4 separate regions of the Mus musculus genome follow, and regions 1, 3 and 4 are each linked to region 2. A link is a contact called in public Hi-C and promoter capture Hi-C data. All regions are on one chromosome and are shown on one strand. The core of a region is the stretch at or near the end of the contact, and the rest is flanking DNA. Distances in the headings are between cores, read along the strand shown. Region 1 holds the start of Acat3 (acetyl-Coenzyme A acetyltransferase 3). Region 2 holds the start of 1600012H06Rik (RIKEN cDNA 1600012H06 gene). Region 3 holds the start of Riok2 (RIO kinase 2). Region 4 overlaps Lnpep (leucyl/cystinyl aminopeptidase).

The links. Promoter capture Hi-C pulls out the DNA fragments that hold promoters and counts their contacts. Hi-C and Micro-C count contacts between places; a contact is called where the count stands out from the background.
Region 1: a promoter capture Hi-C map of pre-B cells shows a contact between it and region 2, with 4 times the contacts expected there. The contact joins the promoter of Acat3 here to the promoter of 1600012H06Rik in region 2. A contact is called at or near these places in 8 of 39 promoter capture datasets (the C10 cell line, the HPC-7 cell line, cranial neural crest and 4 more).
Region 3: a contact with region 2 is called in a promoter capture Hi-C map of pre-B cells, with 3 times the contacts expected there. The contact joins the promoter of Riok2 here to the promoter of 1600012H06Rik in region 2. A contact is called at or near these places in 3 of 39 promoter capture datasets (liver, neutrophils and pre-B cells) and 1 of 9 other capture datasets (liver).
Region 4: a contact with region 2 is called in a Hi-C map of B cells, with 5 read pairs. The contact joins the enhancer-like site here to the promoter of 1600012H06Rik in region 2. A contact is called at or near these places in 3 of 39 promoter capture datasets (liver and pre-B cells), 1 of 484 Hi-C or Micro-C datasets (B cells), 1 of 115 datasets of contacts at active chromatin or transcription factors (astrocytes) and 1 of 9 other capture datasets (liver).

The regions. Positions count from the first base shown.
Region 1 is chr17:12,938,988-12,941,687 of GRCm38.p6, forward strand. Acat3 (acetyl-Coenzyme A acetyltransferase 3) reads right to left here and starts at 1,409. Exons shown (of 9, transcript NM_153151.3): 1 at 1,259-1,409; 2 at 887-1,021. The coding sequence starts at 1,313. It also overlaps the pseudogene Gm20591.
Region 2 is chr17:14,941,821-14,944,520 of GRCm38.p6, forward strand. 1600012H06Rik (RIKEN cDNA 1600012H06 gene) reads left to right here and starts at 1,364. Exons shown (of 2, transcript NM_026451.2): 1 at 1,364-1,499; 2 at 1,747-2,700. The coding sequence starts at 1,793. The coding sequence ends at 2,350. It overlaps Wdr27 (WD repeat domain 27), which reads right to left and starts at 1,304. Exons shown (of 25, transcript NM_175173.3): 1 at 1,277-1,304.
Region 3 is chr17:17,372,962-17,375,661 of GRCm38.p6, forward strand. Riok2 (RIO kinase 2) reads left to right here and starts at 1,371. Exons shown (of 10, transcript NM_025934.2): 1 at 1,371-1,709. The coding sequence starts at 1,644. Gm36768 (predicted gene, 36768) reads right to left here and starts at 1,255. Exons shown (of 4, transcript NR_168690.1): 1 at 1,053-1,255; 2 at 213-273.
Region 4 is chr17:17,601,235-17,603,934 of GRCm38.p6, forward strand. All of the region lies in intron 1 of Lnpep (leucyl/cystinyl aminopeptidase), which reads right to left. Among named protein-coding and RNA genes, the nearest start is that of Lnpep, 22 kb to the right of the region's middle. Within about 2 kb of position 1,312, at least 165 of the 459 cell types and tissues checked have an H3K27ac peak or open chromatin away from gene starts, as enhancers often do. A contact at or near this core is called in B cells, astrocytes and liver, where this site is marked.

The DNA of each region.
Region 1 (2,700 bases), core at 159-2,658, 2.0 Mb before region 2:
CAGTGGTTAGGAACACTGGCTTCTCTGGGGGGCTGGGGGTGGTGATTCCCATCACCCACACGGCAGCTCACAACCACAAACATCTATAACTCCAGGACCAGGGAAGACAATGCCTTCTTCTAGCTTCTGCTAGCACCAGGCAGGCAAGTGGTATATAGACATATATGCAGACAAAACACCCATTAAAAAAATACAGAATATTCAACTGGCACACATACAAATGGTCTCAGACAGAGTAAGAGCAGAACTTGGTATTGAATATTAACAATTTTCTCTACAGTTGATTCAAATGTGTGCTGAGGGAGCACAGGGCAGGGCAGGAGTGGGAACTCATGACCACATGCATGCTCACCACACACTTCACCACTGATCTATACACCCAGGCCCCAAACCAATCATCAACATCAGTAGTCACTGATCTCCAAGCCCAGCAGGAATCAGAGCTATGATGAAGCATTCTTAGACTCTCCTGCCTTTCTCCGGACAGTCCCCTGGAGTGAGGGACAGCTGATCTCCTGACAAAGTGGACCAGGGTAGAGCTGCTCTGCTGCAGCCCCACTCGCAGCTGTGGCACAGTGCCAGGCCCACACACTTTTATTGACTGTGTGACATGTTAGGGGTATGTGGAGGACTGTGAATACTTTGCTGTGCTTCTAACAATGCAAAGGCGATACAGTCCCGTGGTCTAAGATCACTCACCGAAAAGGCTTGTAAAGGAGCTGTGACTTCAGCCAGAGGAAGGAGGAGGGACAGAAAGAATCCTAGCAGAGAGAACTCCAAGCAAAGCAATGTATGGTGGTGGTGGTGTGTGTGCGCGCACACACACACATATAAATAAATGCTGTTTCTAGTGAACCAGATCTGTCCTGGGCTACTGAGGAGTTACCTGCCGTCAAGACATGTCCAAATATGACCTCGGACACCTCTTCTGGAGCCACCTTGGCCCTCTGCAGGACTTCTTTGATGACAGTTGTCCCCATTTCGTGGACAGGCACGGTGGACAGGGCACCATTGAAGGAGCCTACAATGGAATGGGGAAGAGGGAAGGAATCTGAACCAAGAGCACACTGAGGACCACCGAGGGGGAGGGTGGGGACTTTAAATCAGTGCTTTGCCAAGCCCAGGGCTGCCCAAATTCAGACCACTAGTATCTGCCACCACAGGGTGACAGATGAACCATCAGGCATGCAAGCAGGCAGTTGGCAGGGTTCTCTGTGCACCTGTAGGGTAGCAGGTGGGAAGCCTCCGCAACACTGACCTATGGCGGTACGGGCCGCCGAGACGATGACCACTGGGTCGGATCTTGTGTTCATCCTGTTGCTCTCCCCTGGCGTCTGCACAGCCCTGGCTGCAGCTGAAGCAAACTTTGCTAAATTCTGGCTGAGTTGGAGATGGAGCCTCAACGGCTCCGCCCCGCCCCGCCCCGCCCCGCCCTCCCCGCCCCGCCCCTGCTCAGCAGCTCCCCTGATCCCCACTCCTCCTCAGCTCAGGGATGGTGAAGAACAGGGTGTGCAAGGTCTAGGGGTCTTAGAGTGTGACATAGATAGAGACCTGGGGGTTCCGGGTGTTAGAGTGAGAGCGATCAGCGTTGGGGGAAGTCTCAAGCTGTGGACTTTGAACGCTTGCAACACAATCCCGGAATCTTTCTCTGTATCCCTTTTCTGTCTGTTTTTGTGTATTTTCGAAACAATGAGGGTGACTAAAAGTCTACCTCTGATGATTCAGCCGGGACTGGAATGCCCTGGCTATAATTCCCGAACACGCCAGAAGGAACAGGATACAGTGTCGGTCAATTCGCAGGAACTTTGAGATTTCTCCAAGTGTGCCTGGGCGCTGTAAACCCTAGTTCACTTGGTTGCTAAAAGTCGTGTTCTTGGCTAGAGGAGAACCCCAGGGGCCGAGGATGGAAGGTGATCTGAAGATCTTATTCATTAAAGGTCCCTTAGGGCCACAGATCACGGCTGTTTAAAACACCTGCAGCCAAAGTCAGAATTTGTCTGGACTTTCTAATTACCTCTACCTTGCTAGAAATCGGTCCTCCCACAAGCGGTCCAAATAATCCACAGAATGTGTGCAAGCAGAAGTTATTTCTGCAGAGGCCACGCAACTACTCTAAATCCTACAGGCTGGGGTGAGGCTGGGCTTTCAGACAGGAAGGGCCAGTGTGCTTCACTTCAGAGCTTGGCCACACACACAAACACACGCACCCATGCACGCACACAAGCGCATACATATATATGTGCATAAATACATGTATATATATTTTTCCAAAGGAAAAAATCTTACTAGATTTATTTTATGTATATCAGTGTTTTGAGTTTTTGTTTGCCTGCATACATGTATGTGCACCGTTTATGTTCCTAGTTCCCCAGGTAGGTCAGAAAAAGGCATTGGATTCCCTGGAATGGAGTTAGGATGATTCTGAGTCACTATGTGGGGGCTGGGAACTAACTCAGGTCCCAACAATTTAACTCTCTCTCTCTCTCTCTCTCTCTCTCTCTCTCTCTCTCTCTCAGACGTGATTTTATAATGTAGCCCTTAGCTGACCTATGCCACGATGTAGGTCAGGTTGGCCTGGAATTTAGGGATCTACCTGCTTTTACTCCCTGAATGCTGGGGTGAAAGCTGGGTGCCCCCATACCTGGCTTTAGCACCTGGCTTTAGCCTTACACTGTTATTACATAGTTGCCTAACTCAAGG
Region 2 (2,700 bases), core at 114-2,613:
GGAACCTCCTTGATGCGATTGGTGTTCTTGTAAAATGAGACAAAGAACTTCTTGCCTTTCCACCCATTTATAAACCAGGAAAAGTCTCCAGACATGAAATCTAGTCTTAAGAACTGTGTGCATGCTTTCTCCTCCAGCCAAGCAAGATGCCTAAAGGAAAGACAGCCAAGGGAAGAAGGTGACCCTGAGCATCGCCGGTGTCAAGGACCAGGAGGCCAAAAAAGTGGTCAATCCTTAGTTTGAGAAAAGGCCCACGAATTTCGCCATTTGGGAAGGACATCCAGCCCAAAAGAGATCTTACACGCTTCATCAAATGGCCCCGCTACATCATGCTGCAGCGGCAAAGAGCCATCCTCTACAAGCGGCTCAAAGTCCCTCCTGCCATTAACCAGTTCACCCAGGCCCTGGACAGGCAAACAGCTTGCCCACAAGTACAGGCCAGAGACAACGCAAAAGAAGCAAAGGCTACTGGCCCCTGCTGAGAAGAAAGCTGCTGGCAAAGGCGACGTCCCAACTAAGAGACCACCTGTCCATTGAGCAGGAGTCAATATAGTCACCACCTTGGTGGAGAACAAGAAGGCTCAGCTGGTGGTGATTGCCCATGATGTAGACCCCATTGAGCTGGTGGTTTTCCTGCTTGTCCTGCCCAGGTTGGGGCGCCTGGTCCACAGGAAGAAATGCACCACTGTTGCCTTCACATAGGTTAACCCGGAAGACAAGGGTGCTCTGGCTAAGCTGGTGGAAGCTATTAGGATCAATTGTAATCACAGATATAACGAGATCCGTCGCCACTGAGGAGGCAACGTGCTGGGCCCTAAGTCTGTGGCTCGCGTTGCCAAGCTGGAAAAAGCAAAGGCTAAAGAACTCGCCACTAAACTTGATTAAATGTACACTAAGTTTTCTAATTACTAAATTACTTCCCAAAAAAATGTGGGGGGTGGGGTGATGGCAATTGTGGGCTTGGGGGGGGGGGAGGAATCATTTCTTACTAGTAGTTCTCATGTTGAAATTTATATTTCCCTTCTGTCATGGTTTAAGACAAATCCAAAAGTGTCCCTCCCGGTGCTGCCCGCACTCAGGGGCTTGTGCTGCAGGGCTTAGGGAGGCCACTCACGCGCGGCTCTGGGGGCGCGGGAGGAGAAGGCTGGACCGGGCGCGGCTCGGCCCTCCGCCATCCGGGAGCAGGCTTCCCAGTCATCCCCTCAAGGGAGCTTGTCGCAAGCTGCAATCCCTGGCAGCCTCACCGACCGTCCAGCCCACTTTCCCCGGAACTCACCGACCACGCCAGCCGCGTCGCTATGGTTACGGGGGAAAGCTGCTCTATTCTCGCGAGAGCCTGGCGTTACCTCACTTCCGGTCCCTTAGGCCGGAGTTGGTTCCCAAAAGCCCTCGCTTCCGGAGTACCACACTTCCGGGCGCGGCCTCTTTTCCGCCAGCTGGGGCGAGTTCCAGGCTGAGCCCGGGTGCTGCGGGTGCTGCGTGGCCTGCGGGGCGTGGCGGTGAGTTCGGGGTTGGCGACCTCGCTATTCTCCAGACACCTGCGCCCCCAGGGGCCTGTCCTAAGGTCCCTCTTACCGCTTCCCTCTTCCCACCCGCCTCCTCTGCTCCTCCCTCTCTGCTGTTCCCTACTCTTTATCCCTTCTCTCCTTCCCCTTCCCCACCGTCGGTTCCCGGGACCCAGGTGCACGAATCTTGGTCTGCGTGGACGAGCACCTCGGGTCACGCCTGTCACCCGTACCTTCCCAGCACAGCGACTGCAGATGAGGGAGTCCCCGAGTTGAGTGCCCCAGCGATGGCTACTCCCTGGAGGCGCGCCCTGTTGATGATCCTGGCGTCCCAGGTGGTGACCCTGGTAAAATGTTTGGAAGACGACGACGTCCCGGAGGAGTGGCTCCTTCTGCACGTGGTCCAGGGCCAAATAGGAGCCGGGAATTACAGCTACTTGCGGTTGAACCATGAGGGTAAAATTATTCTCAGGATGCAGAGCCTGAGAGGGGATGCGGACCTGTACGTGTCGGACAGCACTCCGCACCCGAGCTTCGACGACTATGAGCTGCAGTCTGTCACTTGCGGCCAGGATGTGGTCTCTATACCGGCACACTTCCAGCGACCGGTCGGGATAGGAATTTATGGACACCCCTCTCACCATGAGAGCGACTTTGAGATGAGGGTATACTATGACAGAACTGTGGATCAGTACCCATTCGGAGAGGCTGCCTATTTCACTGACCCAACAGGAGCCAGTCAGCAGCAGGCTTACGCTCCAGAAGAGGCAGCCCAAGAGGAGGAATCAGTTCTCTGGACGATATTGATTAGCATTTTGAAACTGGTGCTTGAAATTCTCTTCTGATCCCTTGAATATGCTGGAGCACAAACCCTTATTTTCACAGAGCGATTACAGTTTGCTGCGAACCTAGCTACTTGACCTGGTGAAACTCTGGTTACTTTTTTCTAGACTAGGATGGAAAAATAAAGCCATACAGTTTTGTTACCTCAGTTTACTCCCCAAGCAGGAAAAGCAGCAAGCACAATATTTTAGAGATTAAAATTCCTATAAAAAGGAGTCTGCTCAATAAAATGTTTAAATGCATTTTGGTTAGTCAGGTGAGTAAGAAGATTACAGTAACAGGCTGTATAAATCAGATTAAACTTTACTGCTGGTGCAGAAGTTGATGACTGTAGAATTTATAGACATTTAAA
Region 3 (2,700 bases), core at 121-2,620, 2.4 Mb after region 2:
CTATTGTTGGCAATCACCACAAAATAAACTGTATTAAAGGACCGCTGTACTAGGATGGTTGGGAACCACTGGCTTAAGTCACACTAAGTATGGTGAGAAAGGAAGATTGAATTTAAATCCTTTACTCATAAATGACTTGATTACTAAAAAAACAAACAAACAAACAAAAAACCCACAATATTGAAAAGATGAGAAATCTGGACTGTGATTACCCCAATATTCCAGAACTTGGATCCAAACCCACTCAATTAGTGGTGGCTCTGTGGAGCAATGCTGAAAGGAGACAGAAAGACAGATAATCAAAGCTTCAAACTTTTTGTTTTCACATGTTCTAATGTTAATGTAGAAAGAAAAATTCCATTGTGTACAACGGTCTTAATTAGTTAAGTCCTAATTAGATATGCCTAGAATCCTGTATTCAAGCATACAAGACCCCAAAGACAGGAACATAGAGATGAAAAAGGATTGATCTTTTGTTTCGATTTGATGATTTTAGATTACCAACTACTTTAGCTGGACCGATACGGACACTACAGCCTGCTGTCTGCCCCTATGCTTTATGAAAGAGCTTACTCCAGGAAGATACTCAGCACCACTCTCCAAAAGGAGGAAATGAATACATTGTTTCTTGGAAACTGGAAGGAGTGGAGTATGGAAGGAACACGAAGGTATCTTAATCTGAGTCCTTAAAGTTTGCACATACCTCAAAAAAAAAAAAAAAAAAGTTACACACCAGTCGTTGGCAATCTCTCAAGTATAAAGCAGATCATAACACTGGACACTTATAGCGCCCAAGCTTAACCTAAGAGCTGACCAGAGAAGATCTGCAGCTTAAAGGACTGAAATATAGATAATTCGTGAAATGAGAAACACAGGTACTGAATATCACATGAGTCACACTTGTTACTATGCTGCTGCTGTCGGGATGAAGGTACGGTAATAAAAGTCTTTGTCTTGGGTACATTGTCTTGTTAAGCCTCCCAAATGCTCCTGGACCCAAGAAACATTGAGGTGCGCGCTTTCTTTGGAAGCGAGCACTGGATAGTACGTACAGAAGCTCCTCCTAACCCGTCCTGGGATCAGCGTCCCAGGCCAGCGGGGCAGCTCCTAACCCGGCCCTCCTCCGCCGGACAGGGGTGGGGCTGCCGAGAGACAGCGCGTGCGGCTCTGTGGCCACCCTTTCAGTGGTTTTGCTGGCCTCCGGTCTCGCTTACTCATTTCCCTCCCTGACTTTACAGTGCACAGTTGCTGCACTAAAAGTGGGCGTGGCTCGGAACGAATAAAACACGCCCCTCTCGTGACGTAAGCACTGTTGCATGCGGAAGTCCGGCCTTAATTCCAATCAGGTCCTAGCAGCTCTGAAAAGTAACGTGGCATACTATGTAAAACATTTGCAACTTGCCAAATCAGTCAAACGTAAATTATTTATTTAGGGGCTGAAAAATCACTTCTGCCTGATTTTTAGCTACAAAAACGAGAAAAAAATAGCATTTTTCTACTGCTTCTTGAGCACGTGTTCTTACCTAGCGATAAGCACCTTAAATACAGGGCGCGTGCGCGGGCAGGTCGCCGCCGAAAGCCTGCGAGATTACCCAGCAACTTTGCGTCTTCCCAGAGAGCGTCCGTGGTGGAACTGGGCAAGCATGGGGAAGGTGAATGTAGCCAAGCTTAGGTACATGAGCCGCGATGACTTCAGAGTTCTGACTGCGGTAAGGAGTACACCTTTCTTGCTTATCCATTCGGTGACGTCCTCCTCCTGCTATTCTAAGGTCGCTGGGAGCTGAGTGAGGGCTCTCTGATTTGTGGATTGTTTGCCGAGGCTGGGATCTGGGTAAAGGGCACCAAGGTCTGATTTTCATGAAGCTTTGTGAAAAAAAGAACTATCTTTTACTAAACATGGTTCTTCCTTTCAGCTTCTTTTGCTGCAGATGTGCTTACGTCTCTGTGGCCCGGGAAATTTCATTGATCTTTGGCTTCCAAACTAGGGGAGGGTGGGAGTTAAGTCCTCTAATAGACTCAGACACTTAATGTTAAAAAAAAAAAGTCAGCTTTCTCTATCAAATATAACAGCAGAGTGCAAAACAAAGGAGGAAAGGAGATGCCTCTTAGTCGACCAGCAAATCAATATGTTAACAATGTAGTCAGATAGTAAGTACCGTGAAGGTAACAAAGGATAAAGAAATAGAAAGTAGCCACGTGTTGGAAGGATACTGTCTTTGAGTTTTACAGTGATGGAGACAGAATCCAAGAATCTTGTCTTTACTGTTAATCGAACTACAAAGTTTGTCCCCACCCCCCGAACCAATGAATCTTAACTGCCGGAGAAAAAAGTGTCCTTGGAGAGAGTTGTAGAAGAGGTGTCCTTGGAGAGAGTTAGAGGCAAATTAGAGCAAAAACTCAGAGATGGGAGGGAGAGTCTTCATAGAAGAGAAAGGTTCGATATAATGGTTGGGGACATACATGGAAAATGAGAACCAAACCATATAAGCCCTTGCAGGCCTAGTAAACGATGTGTGTGTAAGCCCGTGATTTATTTTTATTTATTTTTTAATTCATTTATTTATTTATTTATTTTGGTTTTTCAAGACAGGGTTTCTCTGGGTGTCCCTGGCTATCCTGAAACTCACTCTGTAGACAGACTGGCCTCAAACTCAGAAATCTGCCTGCCTCTGCCTCCCAAGTGCTGGGATTAAAGGCGTG
Region 4 (2,700 bases), core at 62-2,561, 2.7 Mb after region 2:
AGACTCTTTTTTTTTCACAGTACTTAATTTTACTATAGTTGTATTTTTCAGGGGATTTATAACTTGGTTATGATTTAGAATATTAGGTAACAAGCAGTTCTTTGACTATGCAGTCTCTGAGTTATAATAATATTTAAAAGAAATAGGTTAGATTAAGATATATGTTTATTACTATTTATTACCATTTAAGACATTTATAAAGTTTGTGGTTTTAAATACAGAGGAAATTCCTATCACCAGAAATTTTCTGTCTTCTCAGATTTCTATCTAGGTTCAGGCACAATTCCTGGCTTTGACTCCTAGTACCATCCCCAAACCAAAAATAAAGCAATCCAACAGCAACAACAAAACAAACAAAAAACCCAAACTCTATATATTATCAAAAGTTAAAGTGAAGATTTCAGCAAATAATTAAACTAAGTGAGTACCATTATAGTATGGCCACTTGGGTGAAGTGACCAATGCTCAAGTATTAGTGTCACATAAACCAAATCACAATAATACCACTCATATCTCTTCTTCAATTCTGTACATAGAAACCTCAACAAGACATAGGACATGGTTCAATTAACTGTATAATAATCATGAAGAAAAATGGAATGCCATTAGCAGAAACAACTCTGGGCTCAACATAATTAAATCAGTCCTTAGTGAAGGCGAGAGGTGGATAGATCAGGGTACAGTTATATAAAAAAGGGCATGGCTTGCCTTTTGCAGCTTTGAAGATGAAAAGAGGGAGTAGGAGCAAAAGAATGTAAGTGGCCTTTAGAAGCTGGGAAACTAAAGGCCATAGTTCCTACCCAGAGCCCACAGAGTGTTTACTAGCAACACCCGGCTAAGACAGGTCATGCATTTGGCCTACAGAGTTGTAGGAGAACAATTTTGTACTTTATTTTCTATCTAATCTGTGATCATTTGTCATGGTGGCAATGGAAATTAGTAAACTTCTATGCACAGCATATCCACATTTGCAGCAGGTCAGCTCTCCTCTTATGGTAGAGGGCAGTGTGTGGGGGCATTACCCAAAGTCAGAAGTGATATTTTCAGTCATGCTATAGCTATTAGGTAATTCAACTAGCTTATGAAACATAAAGAGATTTATTCTGACAAGTTGGGTGGAAATCTCTGGCAAAGTTCAATAAAGGGAGTGTCCTAAAACTATTCTTGAATTAGGTTAGAGACAACTCTAAGACACTGGCAAAAACGACTAAGGTCTCGACATGCTTTGTCCTCAGATTACTTCATAGCTGTCCACAGTTCACTTTGCCTTACAGGAGATAATGGAGAAAACACTTGGCAAAGCAGTCTACACGAGGATTAGTGTCTATCTTAATACTGTTCTCTTTCCTTTGACCATTCTACCCTTAGGGCAGGCTTTAGTCACAAATAGTGTGCTGGTGCCAATTAGGTAGAATTTCATTGAGCCAGCCTGATATTTCTGTGTACGAGAACCAGGAAAAGTAGCCCTGCAGGCTACAGTGTTGAGAGAATGCCAGAGGGAAAAGAATTGTTCTATGAACCTAGAGATATTTTTCTATGAACTTACAAAAATTACAGAATAACCACCAGAGAACTAGAGAGGGGGGCAATAGGGAGATACATACATATATACATACATGCATATAAACATACATACATACATGCATATATACATACATACAGATCAAAGCTGCAAGGTAGCAGTGTGCATTGGTGTCTATTTCTGCTTACAGTAGTTGCTATTCTTACCATTGTGACAAACATAGCTGACAGAAACAACAGAGCATTGTCTTTGGCACACTGTCCAGAAGGTAGCTGATCATGAGCAGAAAGGATTATCACTCAAGGGTGTGTAGCTGTTAACAGTGAGAACTGGAGCACATTGTTTATGTCATGGCAGAAAGGATGCAGAGAGCAGACCTGGAAGCAAGGGCCAGCCTATAATCCCAAAGTCTCACTCCTAATAGCCAACCACTATCCATTACCATGTCCATAAGGTTCAGTATCTTCCACCAACTGGGATCAAGTGTTCAAACATATGAGCTTATGGAAAATATTACATTTAAGTCATAACTGCTACAACACTTGCCACAAACCTGAAAAGCTTATTATAACAACACAAATTAATTCTCAAAAGTTCTAGATGCAAGAAGTCCACAATGGGACTCGCTGAGGCCAAATCAGTTGTTAACAGTGCTATGATTCCCCTGAAAGCTCTTGGAAGAACTCATCTCCTTATCTTTTCCATATCCTAGAAACTGTTTGCATCCAGCAAAGGCCAACTGAATCATTGTCATACTATATGATATTAACAAATTTTGACTTCAAAGGGCTCAAATGGCTAATCCTGGATAATCTCTTTAAGATTCGATGACAAAAAATTTCATTTTGTGTTTATTTATTAATTTTTGGAAACAAGTGTTTCACTATGCAGTTTTAGCTTGCCTCCTAAATGCAGGCATTGTAGGTTTATACCACCACACCCGACACAACAGTAACTCCTACCTGAAACTTTAACTCCCTTTAACTAGTAACCTAATTTACCACCAGGTGCCAGGATCAGAACCGGGAAGTGTTTACTAAGCATTATTATGCAAAGGCTAGGAGAACAGAACTGATCCTGGAACTGCTGTCCACCAAAATGAAACAGGTTTTAAGAGCTGAACCCTAGCAAGTTGAATGTCTGTTAAAAGAAAGTATTATCCAGAGGACTAAGACAGA